Linked DNA regions of Danio rerio: region 2 is linked to region 1. Evidence: chromatin contacts called from public HiCAR-type data. All regions are on one chromosome and are shown on one strand. The core of a region is the stretch at or near the end of the contact, and the rest is flanking DNA. Distances in the headings are between cores, read along the strand shown. Region 1 has its middle 120 kb from the start of slc35b3. Region 2 has its middle 18 kb from the start of tfap2a.

The links. HiCAR-type assays count read pairs that join an accessible place to other places.
Region 2: a HiCAR-type map of caudal fin shows a contact between it and region 1, with 7 times the contacts expected there. The contact joins two enhancer-like sites. A contact is called at or near these places in 3 of 18 Hi-C or Micro-C datasets (embryo and fibroblasts) and 3 of 4 datasets of contacts at active chromatin or transcription factors (caudal fin, embryo and gastrula embryo).

What each region holds. Positions count from the first base shown.
Region 1 is chr24:8,539,564-8,543,678 of GRCz12tu, reverse strand. No RefSeq gene overlaps it. Among named protein-coding and RNA genes, the nearest start is that of slc35b3, 120 kb to the right of the region's middle. Within about 2 kb of position 2,373, at least 26 of the 62 cell types and tissues checked have an H3K27ac peak or open chromatin away from gene starts, as enhancers often do. A contact at or near this core is called in caudal fin, where this site is marked.
Region 2 is chr24:9,060,304-9,064,418 of GRCz12tu, reverse strand. It overlaps a transcript of tmem14ca not described here. Among named protein-coding and RNA genes, the nearest start is that of tfap2a, 18 kb to the left of the region's middle. Within about 2 kb of position 1,983, at least 1 of the 62 cell types and tissues checked has an H3K27ac peak or open chromatin away from gene starts, as enhancers often do. A contact at or near this core is called in caudal fin, where this site is marked.

The DNA of each region.
Region 1 (4,115 bases), core at 1,124-3,623:
ACACAATAAAATAAAGAAATGCTGTTTATTATAATTTTTTTATAATTTATTAAAAAAATAAATGTATTTATTTAAACATTCATCCCGTTTCAGTACATTTTTTCCTTATTATGCAACTTTCTGCATTTTTGTTTGACTGAAGTTCATTCATTTATTTATTTTTTTTTCCTTCAGCTTAGTCCCTGATTTATCAGGGGTTGCCACAGCAAAATGCTCTGTCAACTATTCCAGCATATATTTTATACGCAGCGGATGCCCTTACAGTCACAACCCAGTACTGTTAAACACCCACACACTCTCACATTCACACACACTCATACATTGTGGCCAATATTTTTTTTTCATTTTTTTTTTTTCATTTTGTTTACCCAATTCACCAGTACCGCATGTCTTTGGACTTGTGGGGAAAACCGGAGCACCTGGAGGAAACCCACCCAACACAGGGAGAACATGCAAACTCCACACAGAAATGCCAACTGGCCCAGCCAGGACTCAAACCAGCGACCTTCTTGCAGTGCTAACCACTGAGCCACCGTGCCACTCAGTTTAACTGAAATAATAGTATAAAACCGTTTTATAAGTAAATAATTTTGCATGAATACTGACAATGTTGGGTGCAATGGTAGCTCAGTAGTTAGTTTCCTCTTTGTGCTCTGGTTTCCCCAACAGTCTAATGATATGCGCTATAGGTGAGTTAGATTAGCTAAATTTGCTGTAGTGTGTGTGTGTGTGTGTGTGTGTGTGTGTGTGTGTGTGTGTGTGTGTGTGTGTGTGTGTGTGTGTGAATGCAAGAGTGTATGGGTGTTTTCCAGTACTGGGTTGTGGCTGAAAGGGCATCTGCTGCGTAAAACATATGCCAGAATAGTTGGTGGTTCATTCTACTGTGGTGACCCCTAATAAATCAATGACTAAACCAAAGGAACATTAATGAATGAATTGACAATGCTCTACAATGCAAAAAAAAAAAAAAAAAAAAAAACCTCTATATTTATTTGCACTTTTCCTATAAGCAAACTACAATTAGACCTGAATCATGATATGTGCACATGTGCATATGTACACTGAGTTCTTACAATTATTTTTATTATTAGTTTACCAGGGGTGCAAGTATTAACTAATTAGTATTAACTAATGTTCAATGTTTATTTTTTTTCAGTCAACTATAGTTTCATGACAGAGTTTAGAGAAAATAGTGTGGTTCTCCAATGGTAAAAAAAATGAAAAGAAAAGAAAAGAAAAGAAACAAACAAACAAAAAACAATACAATATAATTAAAAACAGAGCACAGATTAATCAAAAAGGGGGGTCTTGAGGTGCCCCCCTTTCCCCTTAAAGTTCAACTGATTTTAAGTATCTTTAAAAATTATTTCACAGCTGAAAAAAGTGAGAAGTAATTTAAGTCAAGATTGTGTACTTAGACCAACAGTTGAAAAAAACTGAATAGATGACACAAAATAATTTGTCCAGTCTGAACAACCACTTTGCACAGCCTTTGAACATAAATATGTTCAACAATGAAATCAAATGATTCACCATGATGAAAAAAAAAACATTATAACAGTACCTAGAGACAAACTCTCAGAATACAACTTCTTTATATTATTATTATTATTATTATTATTATTATTATTATTTACTTGTGTACATGTGCACAGTACTGACATTGCTGCAGGAATGGAATACCTTAAATGACCTCATACTGCATTTCACGAAATATATCACATGTATAGCACCCATCAGCAGAATAGGATGTCCCATAATGCAATGCACTTGATCTTGACCTAGAATTTCTAATTTGACAAATAACCCAAATGTAATATCACTTTATATTTTTTCCCCTAATTTGAACTCTCAAATGTTAAGCTACCTTTTCATCATATAGGATTCAAATGACGCATTTTATTTGTTTAAAATAAATCTGCAAGGACAACATATAGTACTAAGGTGTTTATTGTGGAAGAAATATTTGTGCTATAAGTTATTATGATACAACATTTGATTCCTAAATAAACAGCCATATAAGAAGAGACTTTATTTTACTGTTAGCATTTTAAATTCAATTGATTTTGATGTAATTATTAATAACATAAATACGATTTATTTTGTCATGTATTATTGTTTAATCTGTCTGTATATATAATGACACTAATGCTTGAGCAAAGCTCTTCATAAACCTACTTGAGTCTGAATCGGAGAGCACTGGAATCGGGGGGCAGTGTGGAATGAATGGAATGGGCAGTGAGCAGTCATGCATGTGGCTGTCTCTCTCTCCGTCTCTCTCTCTCTGGTTCTCTTGTGAGCGGGCCGAGGACACTTACCCGGGCCGGCAGAGCTCAGAGGCAGCGCAGCGTGAAATCAGAGAGAAGAGCCGTTGAAGCAGAAAGAGCTTGAGCGGAGCATTACAGAGCACACTGCTGACTTATCCCCTTAAACACACACACACACACACACACACACACACACACACACACACACACACACACACACACACACACACACACACACACACACACACACGCTCGGCAAGTACTAGACAGGATATGGTGTGCAGTGGGCCACTCTTATCCAGTTCAAGGGGAACCTTTACAAAACTGCACACGAGAATGTAGATCTCTGCATTTTAAACTTTGACAATTGTTAAAGAACAGCGATGCGCTTTATAGCCTGTAGCAGTGTCGTTTCGTTTCTAGACAACACAGACAAAAATGTTTCAAATAAAACCGTCCTGTATAAGCCAGACATGACAGGTTCTGTCTGTGCTGCTTACTAATACAAATGAAATGAAAACAAACTATTTCAGGCTGTGTTTGTAGCTCCTGTCAGCGATGCATCACACTGTACCAGACGTCGCACTTCTCAAACCAGTTTTTAATGCATGAGTAATCACATGGATGTGAACATTTCTTTTTGATTCAAACTAATAGAGTTGTATAAGTCAAAATTGCATCATAATGCATCAAAATATGTGCTGAGTTTTAGAGTATAAATACCTAAATAGCTACTAAACAGATATTAATATAAAACTTGCATGACTAATACTGGAAGGAAAGACAGTACTGTATCAAGGTGATCTTCTAGCTAAATAAAGGAAATAATAATAATAATAATAATAATAATAATAATAATAATAATAATAATTATATATATATATATATATATATATATATATATATATATATATATATATATATATATATATATATATATATATATATATATATAATTATTATTATTATTATTACATAGATTTTTTCTTTTTTTTTACTATTATGATTTTTTTTTACCATTATTTGACAAGGAAGTCTAATAGAGTAAACTTTTACAAGAGAGACCTGGCCAAGGTAACAACCAGTAAAACTATTTTAATAATAAAACAATATTAAATTCAGTGTGCTTTTTAAAATAACTTTGGGAAAATACAGTATCATAGAGCAAGTAAACTTCTTTCAGCCTTTTCCCCAATTAGCCCTGTGCAGTTCATTTGGGAGATAAATATGAGTATTTACATGCATTGAGTTGTATAGAAAGCCCATGTATTGTTGATGATAATTCCATATACTCTCTGCATATAACAAATGTCTAGAGAGCAGTCAGTCATACTGAAATCTGTGGCTCTTACAACCCGCCATCTGCCACAGAGTCAAACGCTGACCTCCCCCCGTCGCCTCTATCTGAACATGATGACTTCACACTGTTCAAAACTCATAACAAACACACACACGTCTCAGCATCTGCCACACGCAAGATTTTACATATTTGTTTCCAATTTCCAAATATTACTATTTTGACATAGTGTCACTTCTGCATATTCATTATTCACTGAACACAATGTTCACTTCAATCTGCGCTTTAGTCAAAATTGTGAAGAAACAGTTTGAAACAAGACATGATAATAACTCTAAATTGTGGCTTTTGCAAAGGAAAGAAAATCATGAGTATTTTTAAGAAACTGTTTTAATTAAATATCAATTATTATCAGATTTAGTTGCCAAAAATGACATGTACTGTGTAGTCAAGCAACTATAAATAAATGAATTAAATACACAATGTATTTATTTAATATCTAATAATTTGTATTTACCTGATGTTTTATAATAGAAAGATTTAAAGGAAAT
Region 2 (4,115 bases), core at 734-3,233, 520 kb before region 1:
AACTTTACAAACAATCAAAATTATAATAATATTAATAACAAATAATTCATTAATTTCGCATCTCCACAGGCAAAATTGTGGATAAAGAAAATTATTTGAATAAGCTGTACAGGTTATCATAGCAGATTAAAACATTTAGTTGCATACTTTTAAACGCGTTTAAACTGAAACGCTGAAAAGCCGAAATTTGTGTCAACCAACTCCGAAATGGCTGAAGAGAACGAATGATGAATGGACACAATGACAGTTGTAAATTGTGTTAATTGTGTATCATTTATACCTTTATTTAATTTGTATATTAATTACTGTTAGTTTTACCATAGTAGTAAAGTCAAAACTCATGCTTTTTAAAACATGCACGGTCTATAACTGATGTGTATAGTTCTGATCATACAAGAATGCAAAGGCAGCTGTGAATAATTAAATCAACTCATTATAAAAATGTAAACCTTCTAAGAATATGCTGAAATGAAGAGGCTGTTGTCTCGGTGTCTAATTACTTTTTTTTTTTTGCACTCTTTTGCGTTTAGAAAAGACTTCCAAGACTTGAAGACATCTATAAATGTATGCATTCATGCTGTGTTTTGTAAAACCCAAACTCTTTCTCTTCCATCTAACGTGCAATGTTTGGAGAGAAAATGCACACATAACCAAAATAGCTGACTTTATAGAAAATTGCTGGGAAAATCAACTTTCTTTTACACAAGGTAAAGCTTAACAGACGCTAAGCTTAACCTAGTTGAATTAACAACTTAAGGTTCTATGTAGGTCCATGTTAATTCAATTAGGGATGATTAGTTTCACCTTGTGTAAAAACTTTAACTGCTTTAATGACACAGGTGCTATGAAAATTTCTATTAGTGTCAACTATTTGGGTTGTGACTATGTTTCTTGTCTTTCATTTTTTTTTTCTAAAACATTTCAGCCTCTTTGGTTACATCACCTGTTCAATGATGCAGAAAAAATGTTCTATCTTTGTTAGGAGTAAAAGCTAATTATACAAATATGCAAAAATACAGCATGTGGAAACATGTAATTGCTTACTTGCTGTTCCATTATTGTGAAATTTTGGACTGCACCATTTGAAAATCATGTTATGTGTCACCTGTGTGTCTTCTAATAATTACACTCTTTTAGGTCATGGGGAAATCTTAAGTTAGTGAAGGCCTCAACATTCCATCTAACCCTTTCTCATCTATTCAATAATTACTTTTACTTCTTTTTCAAACTACTTATTTAAAATAAGCCAAAACAACACAATTCTGGAACTGTTTTTTGGACAAATTAATTGTTTTATGTTCAATCCACTTAAATTGGTAAAAACAATTACAATAAGTTGTTCAATATGTATTGGGACAACACCAGGGTGTTGTGTGGAACCCTGCATTTTAACAGTGTTTTAGCAGCATGAAACACTGTTCAGTATTTCACTGCTAAAAGAAATATAAACACCTCAGGAATTATTCAAAAATATATGTTGTCAGCAGATTTATACAGCACATGACATGTCAATTTTTGGTTTATTTGGCTATTTTTTTAATCACAGGTTCATGCCTTGTTAATGAGCCATATTTCCATTTGAAGAATGCAGAGCAGTTGCAGGCCATCATTCAATGTAGGCTACATGTCACTTGTTTTGATTTGTCCTCTTATCAGCTTCATTATGTGGGTATTTAGATTATAATATGTGCACATTCAAAGCACGGATGGTCACGTAAACAGCAGGTATTTCCCTGTCACGTCCCTCACTGATACGTGTTATCAAATGCACAGTAAACATCCTATTCCTGTCCGTTTAACACAAGTTTCATTAAAGTCCATTACATGTAGAGCCTGAAGCTCGGTAACAGCAGGAAAGAGAGAGGGAGAGGGATTGAAAAAGGGTAGAGAAAAGCTCATTGATAATTAAGTGTTGCTTGCTCGCTGTGTGAGGTATCACTGTACTTTGCTTACCAATCCAACGGTTGTTTGTCTCCTCCTCTGTTTGTGGCGGAATCACAAGCTGTCTAATAGGCTTCAATTAGAGCAATGGGAGCTGGGGTTAATTATGACTTAACACATTTGATTGAGTGGATCAGATCATCAGCGATGGGGACTCAAGGGGAGAGGGTCTCATTTATTAGTCTCTATTTGTGGCCATGTTTCACAGTGTTAAAGATTGTGGCTAAACATCCTCTTTGTGTTACTCTCAAAGCGTCTTGTGTCAGATCACGCCAGGCACATTTGCGTGCCACATTCAAACCATGCGCTTTGCATGTCCATAACTGCACACACCTACCCCTGTAGAGTCTCAGTAGTGTTATAGGATAGATACAAAAAAATAAAATCAAATAAAAATGAACCGAACAACATAATAATTAGAGATTAGAAATTATGTATGCCTACAGATTGTGAAGTTTATACACTGTAAAACTCAAGAAGTTAAGGTAACTCAAACCCTTTGAGGTAACTGATTGCAACAAACAATTTAGGTTCAAAAACTAATCCTAATGAGTGCTGTGGACTTAATCCATTTGAGTAAATGAAGCAATTTGAGAACAGTAAAACCCAATAAATGAAGAGAACTTAAACCAACTAAGTACTGTAAAACTTAATAATTTAAGACAACTCAAACAGTTTAAGGAAACTGATTGCTACAAACCATTTGAGTTAAAAAGTAATCTATATGAGTACTGTGAACTGACTCCATTTAAGTTGAAGTAATGAAGCATTTAATTGACACATTAACTTCAAATTAAGTTCAAAACTCTTTTCAAATGAGTAGAATTTTAAGTAAATTTTGAGTTAACTACACTCATTTTATTTAATAAGTTGAATGTTGGGTTTTATAGCATAGAGGGAAAAAAGTACACTGACAGTGGTGAACCATTCTAATGGAAGCCAAGCGATTGTTCAGCTTGTTCATATTGAAAATGGACTGAATCAGCACAATTATTGAGTTTTCGTAACTTTTTTCCAAGACTTTCAAGTCCATTTTCATGACGTAATGTTTCATGCAATGTCTACACATGTGGGATAAAAGAAAAACAATGCATGTTCAAATTAAATAAAGCATATCGTAAAACACGCAACAATCTATTCAGTTAAATATATATCTATGTAAAATTTATTTAGATAATGCTTACACTGCACTAATAATGACAATATGTGATTGGCCTAGAACAGAAAAGAAGACAACTAACCTACAGTCAAGTATACGGATACTGTATGGCTGCGCCCGAAACCGCCTACCACTCAGTAGGCACTGCATTTGAATTTAAACGTATTACTCGACCGTTAGAAAAGTACATTCTATACAGTATGAATGTGAGCAGTATGATTGGAATTCGGATGTACTACATCCGCCATTTTGTCATGGGCACCTGCGTTAGTTGCGTCGCTTCACTCCCATTCATGAATTCTCTTGCGGGGCATCATGGGATAGCACAGCATGCATGGGATGCACAGTTCAAAATCTCGCCGGAAGTAAGTCATCTGGGTGCTTCTTGCGTACTTATTTTCGAATTCTATGAATTCTGACATACCACTGGGCTCGCATACTGATTTTAGCGTATTGTATAGTATGGAAGTATGCTGTTTCAGATGCAGCCTATCTGTTTTCCATGACTTTTCCAAAACTTTGTGGGTTTTTCTATTTTTCCAAAACTTTTCCAGGCGTGGAAAATCAAAACTACATGACTTTTCCAAGTTTTCCATGACTGTATGAACCCTGTTAGTTATTTTATGTACAATCCACTTAAATTTGTAAAAGCAAAAAAGTCAACTTAATCGATTTAAGTTGGGACTGTGTGGAGTCCAGTATCTTGTATGGAAATTTCTGGAATATTTTTCTGGACAAAAGATTCTGATTCTTCCCATCAGGACATCATCAGGACTGTTTCTCTTTTCAAGTTTTCTCAAAGGTTAAAGTCATCCTTCAGTAACACAAAAGCCAAATCTAACCTACAGCCCAAAGACACAAAATCAAGGAACCATCACTGAACAGTAAATATTTACAGTGGCAGACTCGAAAGATTGAGAGAAAAACAAGAAAATGTAAAGTCTAACAAAGGACAGCGAACAAAATGACGAAAAAGTGATTCGTACCAGTAAAGTCGAAGCCATTTAAGCAGCTT